Regions from separate parts of the Mus musculus genome. Here all the other regions are linked to region 1. A link is a contact called in public HiChIP or PLAC-seq and promoter capture Hi-C data. All regions are on one chromosome and are shown on one strand. Each heading gives the region's core, a stretch centred on a gene start, on an enhancer-like site or on the middle of the called end of the contact. The rest is flanking DNA. Distances are from core to core; before and after follow the strand shown. Region 1 holds the start of Plxna3 (plexin A3). Region 2 holds the start of Naa10 (N(alpha)-acetyltransferase 10, NatA catalytic subunit). Region 3 holds the start of Pdzd4 (PDZ domain containing 4). Region 4 holds the start of Hcfc1 (host cell factor C1).

Region 1 (2,720 bases), core at 65-2,564:
GCCCCAAAAGGAAGTCTTGATCCATGGTACAACTCTGACAAAACCTGAAAATATTAAAAGAATGAGTCGACATAAAAATATATTTATATTGTATAGTTCCATTTATTTGAGATATCCTTAAGAGGCAACCCCACAGTCAGTAAGGACAGAGCGTTTCCCAGAGCTTGGGTATATATATATATGAGGGGAATTGAGACTGATAGCTAACTCCTACAGAGTTTCTTTTAGAAGTGATGAAAATGTTCAAGAATTAGATGGCAGAAATGGTTGCACATCTTTAGGATTATATTAAAACGCCACTGAATTGTCTGTATACATTAAATACAGGACTTATATGAAAACTGAATTATATCTCAATAAAGCGGTTTACAACGGAAAAAAAAAGAGGCTAGAAAGATGGCTCAATGGTTAAGAGCACCTGCTACTGTACTGCAGCTCTATGGTGTCTAATGCTCTCAGATGGTCTTCTTGGGTGCGTGCGCATGCACACACAAAGAATAACTGTAGCAGTGGAAAATACTTGTATTCCAGAACATGGGAAGGTGAAGCTGGAGGATCACTGTAAGTTCAAGGCCAGCCTGGGGTACAGTAGGAGGCACTATCTCAACACAACATGGAAAAAATGCAGCTGTGATGGCATAGACCCATAATGATCCCAGTATTGGGAGGATGAAGCAGAAGGGTAGTCAGTTCGAGACCACTCTGTACTAAAGGGAAAATAAATTCAAGAAAAAAAAGAGAAAGCAATGGAATTAAATCCCAGATTCAGCAGATTCAGAGTCATGGTGACTTGCTGAGGAAAGAACTAGGTGAAAATGGCTATAAGTTGCAGTACTCCAAGCTTCGTGGCGGGTATTAGCCCACCAGTTTATGGATCATTGGAGAAAGAGCCCTGAGTTAGGGGGCAATCTTTGTTTGTGCGGTTTTGTTGGACCGGCCAAAGCAATATCTTGCAACAGTAGCAGGTGGCCACGGGCTCCTGGAGGCGCGCACTCCAGGCCCAAGGGGGTGTGGCGCGGCCGCGCACAGATTCCAGGGTTGCTGAAGGCAGCAGGCGGGGAGCTGGGGGTGTGGAGAGGCCCGCGCCTAGGACTCAGCCATTGAGCAAAGGGGGCTGTTCTCAGGAAGGGATCCCCAGAGACCCATGAGAGGCTTGCTTCTTGCACTAGAGTCCTGGGCCCCAGGGCCTAGCGGCCTCCCCCAACCGCCATGCGCTCTGCTTCTTAGGGCCCCGGCCCGCCCTCTCTGGGAGCCCCCTCCCGGTGTGGTGGTACGGTCCGGGTTTAAAAGGCCCAGGCGGCCGCAGGCCAGCCCAGTGTGTGGGCGGCGGCGGTTGCAGATTTTGCAGCGTGCGAGGCGAGGCTGCGGGGCCAAGCGAGGGGGGCGGCTGTTGGGCACGGGGCGGGGGGGCACGTCCACGTGGCCACGGGTGGCCACCCCGAGTCAGTCGCGGTGGAGGGACAGGTAGGTGGTCGCCATCCTTAAAGCCTGTGCGCCAATAGTCTGCTGGATGGCAGAGGTTTCAGACAGCCTGGGGGTCCAGATGGTTTCTGGGGTCAGGCCCTGTCCCTCCCTACCTCTCCAGACCAGGCTTGCCAAGCACTCCGTACCCTGAGCGGGAAGAGACAGCCAACTCGATCATAGTCCTATTGGTTGATAGAACCCTTTTGTAGAGGAGGAGCAGCATCTCTGAGCATTGCTGTAGCCTCTGTATTGACTAAGGTATCTGCGGGTCTGCTCAGGGTGCCCCCATTGGGGGCAGGACTGGTTGGGTTCATGGCATAGAGGGGAGCATTGTGGAAGAGCGGGCTGTGGACCTGCATATTTATATGGAGCTTTCCTCATCATCGCGCTCTTTGCTGGCAGGACTGTAGCAGAGGGGCTGGGTGCGACTGTGATGCTTGAGGTTGCCACTTAGAGGTGGGGGCTGGGGTGGGGTCTTGGGCTGCCAATTACCACTTTCCAGGTCTCCTTTCCAACCTGTCCCGGCCAGTTCCTAAAATTTGGCTTTTCTGTAGAGTGTAGAAGAGGTGAAGGTAGGGTGCAGTCGCTTTTCTCTTTTGCTTTCCTTTCTTCTCTGGTTGTTGCATGAGGGGTCTGGGATGCAGACCCGACAAAAGAGCCCCAGAGCGCTGATCACTCTGAGCTGAAACTTGGCACTTTCAAGCTGGAATTGCTCCATGTTCTAGCAAATGCTGGCTTTTCTTTCTCTTTGCTGTGGCCCCCACCCCCCACCCCATTCTGAGTCCCTCCTGTGTCTCTTGGGAATTGGGCACTGAGAGGGTAGCACTGAGCTCTGCCCCATTAGTTACAGAGACACTGCTCTGCTGTCTTTGCAGCCTGGGGCTGGCTGGGTGTGGCCCGGGGGGTGAATGCCAGCATTGGCCCTATTTGTTTAGGGGAAGGGGTAGTACTCCATAGCCTTAAGGCTTCAACTGTATTTGAGGATGCTGGTTTCTACATATAATACTTCTGGGACTCTCAAAAGTGGGTTATACCCTTCTGCCAATATCCCTCTCTGACTAACCTTTGGCTCTTCAGGGAGAGCCACACAGGCCTGGCAGAGCATTTGTCTGCCTGTGTCTGAGCAAAGCTTGACTGATGTCTGTCTCAGCGAGAGTCTTGGCTTTGTGTTGCAGTGGAAAGGCCAGACAGCAGACTCCTGGATAAGCAGCCAAGGCCCTCAAAGGGAGAAAGCACCTGAGGCCATGAGTTGGAGA
Region 2 (2,700 bases), core at 173-2,672, 410 kb before region 1:
AGCCCTGGCTGTCCTGGAACTCACTCTGTAGACCAGGCTGACCTCAAACTCAGAAATCCACCTGCCTCTGCCTCCCGAGTGCCGAGATTAAAGGCGTGCGCCACCACAGCCGGCAGGTTTCTCACTTCTAACAAGTGTACCATACATGGTAGTTAGAGAACAAACGTGGAGGAGGAGTGTATGGGAAAACTCTGTACCCTCTGCTCAATTTTTCTGTCAGCTTCGAGCTTCCCTACAAATCTGTTAATTAAAACAACATTCATAGCAAGCTGGCCATAGTTAAATCTCAGCATTAAGAAGGCTCAGCATGAAGACTACTATAAGTTTGAGGTTAGCCTGAGTGAGCACCAATCTGGACAACAGAGAATGCCTCTCAAACTAATTCACCGCTTCCCATTCCCTTCTCCAAAGCTTTTGTCCTTCTTAACATTAGTGTCTTTTCTTTCTCCTTGGTGACTCACATTTTAGCCAAGACGTAGCCCACAATCTTCCCATTCTCATCCTCAGCAATGTAAGAAAGCTGGTGACAGAAAGGAAAAGGACGTCATGTAGTGCAGGCAACAGGACAGAGCTCACTGCCAGCCTCCACTCTGTGGAGCCTAGTTTCTATACACACCCTTTCATTTGCCAGGCTTCTCCATCAACCAGAGCCTCAGGTTCTTATACCCTTGCCCACTGCGTTTGCTCACTCGGATCCATGTTTCCCTCCTGTTGCACCCTACACCCCTACAAAACGCAAAAGCTGCCCACCTGGGGCCAAGAGAGGCCATGATAGAAATAGTACTTCATCTGGTAGTTCTCCGGCAGGCAGAGAAGGTTGCAGTGCTGCATGTTCATCAGGTCTTCGGGCTGCATGAGAGTGGGATACGGTTAGTCCAGGGCTGCAATGACTAAGAGGGCCACACACGTCGATCTCTGGGTCTCCCCTTTCCCCGGGGCAGGGCACAGTTGCTACTATACGACTTTGCACAAGCCCTGTTTCCATGCGGCATGCAAAACGTGCCAGTTCCAGGACTGAGTAATAGTGTCCAAAGGTTGTGGAGCCCACTCAATGAGATCTGAATTAGGAAACGCGGGATAAACGCGAGATGTTTAAAGCAGGCTGCAGCAGCCTTAAGGTCCGGCGTCGGCAGACCTACAGGACCAAAGCACCAGGTCCCTCGATAACATGCTCACACGGTCACCCCGTAAGGCGCCCACTCGGTGCGGACAGGCTGGCTCCCCGTCACCTCACCCTAGCATTGCGGATGTTCATCGCGGCGGCGGCGGAGCTCGCGGGTCCTTGTGGGTCGTGAACGCGTGCACTCGGCGGCCACTTAGAAGCAGGGAAAGGACGATAGGAGCTTGGACTGGGGCCAGGATCCTGGGACGGCGGCGGAAAAGGCGGACCGCTCCGACCTGCCTGCAGCGGAAGTACCCAGCTATAGGACCCGCCTCCGAACTGCACAACCAATGAGCGTGGCACTTAGAGATAATTGGGCGTGATGGATCAGCGCCCAAGGTGGTGCGTTTGAAGCCACAGCGAAGACCTTTCAAGGCGGGAAGTGTGGGCAATAGTTGTACCCTCCCTCGGAGCCCACAGAGGCGCGCACACAAGCATGTGGAACAGGGTCATCTTTATTTCGAGCCTTCATGGGTAGAGACAGCGGGCGAGGAGTCGAGGGGGGCGGGCTCAAGGCGTTGGAGTAGGGCTCCTAGAATCTGCTCGCACATGGCCAGGCACCGCGGCACATGGAAGCAGCCTGTGGGGAGAATGAACCCCGGGGTAGGGAGGATCCGGCGAGCCGGGTGCCACAAACCCCTACAGTCTCGCCCCGTTCCTCGCTCACCTTTAAAAGGACCTCCCTTGATGGTGAGGGCCACCTTTCCCTCTTGGTTCAGGTAGCCAAACCATTCCCCATACTCAGGATCACGAAACTAGAATAAAGAGACAATGACAGTTCGTGTCTGGTAGGACCCACTCGAATGTCACCGGTTGAGGAAGGGGCCCTCGCTGTCCCTTTTGCACCGGTACCAATGGTTAGAGTAAAAAGCGCAGTTTCACAAATCAGTACTTTTAGTGGACCGTATCCTGGAAAAAGATGAAAGCTGTGGGTAGTAGGCAGTTTGCCTTAGCATGTAACCTGATGGGGGGAGGGGTTGCAGGCTGTGTGCTGCTACACTGAGAGAACAGGTGTTCTATATTCAGTTGTGGTTTGTTAGATAACACTTAAAATTGAAAATTTTAAAAATGGATACATTTTACCTTATCTGAATTTTTTTTTTTTTTTTTTTTTTTTTTGAGAATCCTAAACCGGGCGGTGGTGGCGCACGCCTTTAATCCCAGCACTCCGGAGGCAGAGGCAGGCGGATTTCTGAGTTCGAGACCAGCCTGGTCTACAGGACAGTCAAGGGCTATACAGAGAAACCCTGTCTCGAAAAACCAAAAAAATTAAAAATAAATAAAAATAATAAAAAGAATCCTAGATTGACGTTTCAGCAAACTTTACAACTAGTGACTTCCCTGGAGTTCATGTCATCTACTTCACAGGCCTTTAGTCTAAAAGATCTTTGGATTACAAGCAGAGACACATAGCTCCTGTCCTTGCGTACCAAGGTTTTTATTATGACTCACAGTCTTTCCTTTAGCCCTATGTAATGGGGCATGCCCTTAGTCCCAGTCCTCAGGAGGCAAAGTCTTGACACATTTCTATAAGGTTC
Region 3 (2,700 bases), core at 148-2,647, 500 kb before region 1:
CAGGGTATCTCCTGCCGCCCCGCACGCGTCGCTCTCAACACCCTCCTTGTCCTCAAGGCCCAACAGGCCAAAGCGGATGCCAACAGGCAGAGCACGTGCTGGGCACCACCGATCGATCCCCGCGTCACCCACTCACCCAAAATGCCTGAGGCCCTGAAATCGACAGTCGTGACTTAGTCTAGAGAGTGGATGGGAAAATGGGTACTCAAACCCAGCTCCATTGACGACGTTTTAAATCTGGCCTGCCAGGCCCGGGATTCGGCCTCTGTCCCGCAGGCACTTCACTGCTTCTTTGGGTCAGGCTCCAACCCTGGGACCATGTGCCGGGAATCCAGACCGTTGCTATGCAACCTCCATCCCGCGCGGGCCACTGAGCGCCTCACTGTCCCGGGACAGAATCTTAACTTCCCACCTGGGCTGATCTGGACACATGGTTAGTGGTCGTTACGCACTCGGAGTGCCAGGTGATGTGCCTTGAACACCTACATATCTTCTTCACCCAGTTCCTTCCATCCCTGGATGGTTCCCACAGGGCGCCAGCACCCAGCAACCCATAATCTGAGGGCGAGATCAGCTCCCTACCTTTTTCTCTCGAGCCCTCTCGCCCTCCCACACCTGCCTTTCTTGACTCTACCTGGCCCTCCCCCTCGGGGTTTACAGTTTTCCTAGGTCCGGCTGCGACCCTCTCCCCAGCAGCCCAGGCGCCCTACCTGAAGCATCACTTTGTACTGCTCCTCCGGTTTCTGGACCACACACATATTACATCCCATGATGCTGGCCGGCGAGGGAAAGAGGAGAGCGGGAAGAGGAAGGTATCTTTCACTGGCCAGTGCGTGGGACCACGGGTCCCGGGCCTGGGCCCGGGGCCATACCTTACCCCGGGGGGCCGAGCCGCCTAGCGGGGGAGGGGGGCACGCCCCCAAGAGGAAGGCAGCTCCAAGCCTCTCGACTTAACTCTTTGCTGGCCGAGGCCAGACACAGGCATGCTCCTTCGCACCCAGCCAGGGGAAAAAAAGGGCGGCGGGGGATGGGCGGGCGCGCCGGGCGTTGCCTGGCTACGGCCCCCCCACCCCAGGAGGCGCGGGAGCGCGCCTGCCCGCCGGGGCCGTCAGGGGCTGTCAGGGGCCGTGGGCCACACGGCTCCCCGCCCGCGGGGCCGGCCGCTGCCGCTGCCTTTGCCGCTGTCGTCTCCAGCTCCCGCCCATGGCCATCAGCCCCGGGAGTCCAGCCTCTGGGCTTGGCGACGTGGCCCGGCCCGCCGACGGAGAGGCGGCCAGGCCCACGCCAGCTGTAGCCTCGCAGGGTCCCGCTTCTCTAGCTCACGGCGCTCTCTCAGAGCCTGGCCCACAGCCGGTCGCTTGTCTCCAGCTCCTGCCTGGAACACCGGAACGCGCGCGCGCGCGCCCGCAGCAACAGCGGGGGAGGTGTGCGGAGAAGGGGCGCACGCGCGTGGGAGAAGCAGAGGCTGGGTGCGGGCGGGAGCGGCAGGGGGCCTCAGGAGTCGGCGCAGGGAGCTGAGGGCGGGGCCTGAGTCCCTGAGACCAGATAATGCCAATGTCCGAGGGCGAGGTGTCTAGTGGACCTGTCTGCTAGGTGTGTCCCTGAGAAAAGAGGATCCTGTCTGAAGAAGAAGCTTCCCTGGACTCCTGAAGAGAGTTCAGGGCCTTGGTCTCAAGGAGAGGCTATTTCACCCCTTTCCCAGGTTCTAAATGTATCAGCCCCAATGTCTGTACTCCTTCCTCTGTCTCTCTTTAAAGACTGGTTCCCTGCTTTAACTGAGCCATTCCCTTGCTATCTCTGAAACGGATACCTTTGTTTAGAAGAAAAACGTGGGGGTGCTGTAGGTGGCAAGAGAACTACAGAGAAGCCTCATTCTTTGGGGCCTTTATGGGCACCCCCCTTGCTTGCACTGAAACCGCTGTCTGTTTCTCAGTTCCAGCCTTCCCTCCTCACACTTCTCCTTTAGCCTCTTCCCTCCCACAGGCTGCCCCTCTTCTTGATAAACCAGAGGAAAAGATGGCCTTTGGCTAGATAACAATGACCGATTGAAAGCTAGGTTCCCAGAGGCTGCCTGAGAGAGCTGCTTAGCCCTCTTACCTGCAGAAGATCCTTTGATAAAATTGTCTGGTCTTTATCTCCAGGCTCTGGCGAGTGAGGGGATTTATAACAGCATAGAAATGTTTAATTAACAGTATTGGGGGAGGCTGCTTCAATACTTTTCCTTTCCACCCCCACTTTGGTTCAAAAGACAGAAATAGGAATAACCTGAAATCCAGAAAGGAAGTATGAGTGCTTATAAACTGTCTTTCCCAGAAAGCAAAACTTGAGCCTTTCAGGAGATGACCAGTAGATCTTCCTGAGGAATACCCTTTTTGAGAGCTCAGTACAAATGTCTGTGGATGGGAGGCACTGTGTTTAGATCAGCCCCGGGGAGAGGAGATGGACCCTAGTCCTTCCACCATGGTTACTGCCACAACAGCCCCCTCTGCCCTGTAATTTGAGCTTCCTCATGCCTACAGCATAAGATCTAGATCACCTTACTTCAAGAGCAGTCTCTTAGAAATATCCTCTCCAAATCTTTTTACCTTCTAATTGTATGTATTTCACCAAGGTCCTGACCAGTCATCAAAAACATTTTCCCCCAGCCTAGCCCACAGAACTTAGCACAAGTCTTTCTTCCTTCCTTCCTTCCTTCCTTCC
Region 4 (2,787 bases), core at 40-2,539, 360 kb before region 1:
CTCTCTCTCTCTCTCTCTCTCACACACACACACACACACACACACACACACACACACACAAAAGACACACTGAGCCCTCCAGTCTGCTATGGGGGGCGGGGTGGGGGAACTCAATTGTTAAGGCACCAGATTAGGAAAAGAAATAATTTGAAGGAAAAAAAAACTACAAAAATTCACAACTGGTACAATACCCCCATGTGTGTGTAGGGGGGGGCAGTATAGTCATCATGCCATTCGTATTTGCCACGAGGGTCTCATTAGTCTGTTAAAAGCCTGCACCTTAAAGAATGCTTCCCTCTTTTTTTCTGGGTGTAGAGAACGGATCTGTGATCTAAATATTATCTTTTCTCCCGAACGAGCATGGGCGCTGGAGATGAGGACTATCGCAGGAGGGGGGAGGATTCCGCCTGCGCCAAGAGAACACATCCGCTGCCGCGCCAGCCCCAGCCCACTGGGTAACGGTGTACGTCTGAAGTCACTGTCGCCCGCGACATCCCCTCCCCCTCACCAGTCGGAGTAGAGGGTTTCTCTAAGTACCGAAATGCAACCTTTAAACACAGAAGAGTACGGGGGTGTAAGAACGGGGGTTGAAAAATCAGGGAGAAAGCAAAGATGGCAATAAGTGCAAAGAGAGAAGGAAAACACATCAGGGGAGTGAGATAGGAAAAGAGAAGATAGGGAAAAGAAGGGTTAGGAGAGAGATGGAGGGAAGACTTTGAGAAACCCAGGGCGGTAGCACTTACCAGTGTTGTACACGTGTAGTTCGTCCACTATCCCCTCGTTGCCGCCGCCAAACACCACTATAAGCTCCTTGATAGCCACTGCACGGTGGCCGTGGCGGGGTCGGGGCACGGGACCCGACCAGCCCACCACCCGTTTCCAGCGGGGCTGCAGAAGCACCGCTGGCAAGTTTGCGGGAGACACAGCCGAAGCCATAGTTCCGGTTAAGGATGCAGTGGGAAGAGGTCACTGAATGGGAGGATACCCTTAATTCTTCACACACCCCCTTTCGTCTAAGGCAGCTCTCACGAAGAAGCGGCTCCTTACACAGCGGTGGACGACTCCATGGAGGCCGCCATCTTAACTATCCTCCTTCCTTTGGCTCTTCCCCCCCTTCTCACTCAGCTCGTATCCTTAAAAGCTTCTCAGAACTGCAGAGCACCTATTCCCGAGAAGCTGGAGGCCACTGAGCGCCGTCGCTCTAACTATTTGCCTGGGTGTTCCCGCTTAGAACCTCGAGCAGGAGGCTCTGGGAGCCGCCATCTTGAGCCGCCTCTCTCTCCTCCCTTCCTCAGTCGTAGCCCTCCCCCGCCGGAAATGGCGGAGCCCCGGCCCGGTTCCCACACCCCCCGTCCCCAGCACTGGCTGGCTTCCGGGGCGGGTGGAAAAGAGCCACAAATGCCGCGGTTGTCTCAACTTCGCCGACAGTCAGACCACAATTGTGGAAGCCGCCATCTTGAAACCGTCCTGCTTCCCCACCCAGCACTTAGTACAACCACCGATCGCAGAACCCCAACGTTCCTAAGTAATAAAGGCGTGTCAGAGGCTGGCGGAACGGGCTCCAACTCTCAGTTGCTGCTCGAAGCCCCGACCCGTATGGCTCGAGAGGTTTTGCACCTCTCCCTTGAGTCCGCCTCTGCTATTCAGGCTGTGGCGGCCGCCCTGGGAGCCGCCATCTTGAGACTAGCTTCTCTTCCCCCCCCCACCCCACCTATCCTCTTCTTCCTGGACAGTTCTTCCACAGCAAACCAAACGCAAGGCAGCGTCCAATCCTCGCTTCCCTCCTTAAGACTCCTTCCCACAGGAGCCGCTCGAAAGAGCAGGAGTTAAGACCCGAAGTGACAATTGTACGGCAGAAGAAGCGGTAACGGCAGGGCGATCATGCCTCCTCCCTGGGAGCCGCCATCTTGTGTGAAGAAGTAACAACTAAACATGGCGGCTATCGGGCGAGGGGGCGGGGTCAGAAGACGTCACCTTTCCCCCTCCTCCCCGCCTTCGCACGTCTTTGACTCTGGTCTCAAGCCTCTTAAAGGACCCAAAGCTCATAAAGAATTAAAAGCTTCTTTAAAAACCAGTGCGTTGTCTATTTGCGGGCGAGTTGGTGCTCTGTGCAGTAAGCTAGAGACAGTAGAGTTCAGGTCAGGTGCAGTAGTGCCCCGCCCTGCACTCCCCCCCACCAGGGCTCTTCCACGCCTCCACTCTGGGAGTCGCCATCTTGCCACTTCCCCACGCCCGGTCGTCTGCGGGCGTCAATAGCGAGTTTCAGCACAAAACAAAGATGGCCGCGGCATCTAGGGATGCCCGGATGAAAATCTAACTCCGTTCAGTCGCTTGGCCACGCCCCCTGGGAACTGTCTCCCAGGTCGCTGATGGGACACAAACCAGAGAAATGGCCTTTAACTAGCAGTGGCGGCATGACACATGGTAGTTAAGGGTGGCAAAGAATACTGCGATTGCACCCTTTGCTGAGAAGCATCTCTTTTCCCGCTCCGAACACTCTGCGACACTTAGAACCCAGCTACAGCGGGTAGCTGCAGGCGGGGCCAGAGCGGAAGGTGACGCCATGAGCTCACAGGGGCGGAGCTGCTGCCCGCTCCCAGGAGCGCCAGCAACACCCCGAGGCGTCTCCACATCCGCCCGCGCCTCCCGAAGGACTCGGCCACGCGCTCTGAATTGCAGCGCACCAGGCTACCCGCAGCCAGCGGCCCTGGGAGGCTACCGGCACCGGAGCAAAGCCAGCGCGGGAGCAGTCTGCGCCACTCGCGTCACCCGCCCCGCCTTCTTCCC

What was found. Promoter capture Hi-C pulls out the DNA fragments that hold promoters and counts their contacts. HiChIP or PLAC-seq counts read pairs in DNA pulled down with a chosen protein or histone mark.
Region 2: a contact with region 1 is called in a promoter capture Hi-C map of hippocampal neurons, with 2.6 times the contacts expected there. The contact joins the promoter of Naa10 here to the promoter of Plxna3 in region 1. A contact is called at or near these places in 10 of 39 promoter capture datasets (the 3T3-L1 cell line, the C10 cell line, frontonasal cranial neural crest and 5 more) and 2 of 9 other capture datasets (liver and pancreatic islet).
Region 3: a promoter capture Hi-C map of hippocampal neurons shows a contact between it and region 1, with 4 times the contacts expected there. The contact joins the promoter of Pdzd4 here to the promoter of Plxna3 in region 1. A contact is called at or near these places in 2 of 39 promoter capture datasets (hippocampal neurons and liver) and 1 of 9 other capture datasets (liver).
Region 4: an H3K27ac HiChIP or PLAC-seq map of embryonic stem cells shows a contact between it and region 1, with 2.7 times the contacts expected there. The contact joins the promoter of Hcfc1 here to the promoter of Plxna3 in region 1. A contact is called at or near these places in 16 of 39 promoter capture datasets (the 3T3-L1 cell line, the C10 cell line, HPC-7-derived erythroid cells and 10 more), 2 of 484 Hi-C or Micro-C datasets (cerebral cortex and uterus), 8 of 115 datasets of contacts at active chromatin or transcription factors (bone marrow-derived dendritic cells, cardiomyocytes, double positive thymocytes and 5 more) and 3 of 9 other capture datasets (adipose tissue, liver and pancreatic islet).

Annotation. Positions count from the first base shown.
Region 1 is chrX:74,327,752-74,330,471 of GRCm38.p6, forward strand. It overlaps Plxna3 (plexin A3), which reads left to right and starts at 1,315. Exons shown (of 33, transcript NM_008883.2): 1 at 1,315-1,464. It overlaps Gm39520 (a long non-coding RNA gene), which reads right to left and starts at 539. Exons shown (of 4, transcript XR_878127.3): 1 at 419-539; 2 at 1-44.
Region 2 is chrX:73,920,522-73,923,221 of GRCm38.p6, forward strand. It overlaps Naa10 (N(alpha)-acetyltransferase 10, NatA catalytic subunit), which reads right to left and starts at 1,423. Exons shown (of 8, transcript NM_019870.3): 1 at 1,235-1,423; 2 at 751-849; 3 at 462-520. The coding sequence starts at 1,255. It overlaps Renbp (renin binding protein), which reads right to left. Exons shown (of 11, transcript NM_023132.3): 10 at 1,830-1,917; 11 at 1,600-1,742. The coding sequence ends at 1,618.
Region 3 is chrX:73,823,572-73,826,271 of GRCm38.p6, forward strand. It overlaps Pdzd4 (PDZ domain containing 4), which reads right to left and starts at 1,398. Exons shown (of 8, transcript NM_001029868.2): 1 at 711-1,398. The coding sequence starts at 770.
Region 4 is chrX:73,965,068-73,967,854 of GRCm38.p6, forward strand. It overlaps Hcfc1 (host cell factor C1), which reads right to left and starts at 1,290. Exons shown (of 26, transcript NM_008224.4): 1 at 744-1,290. The coding sequence starts at 936.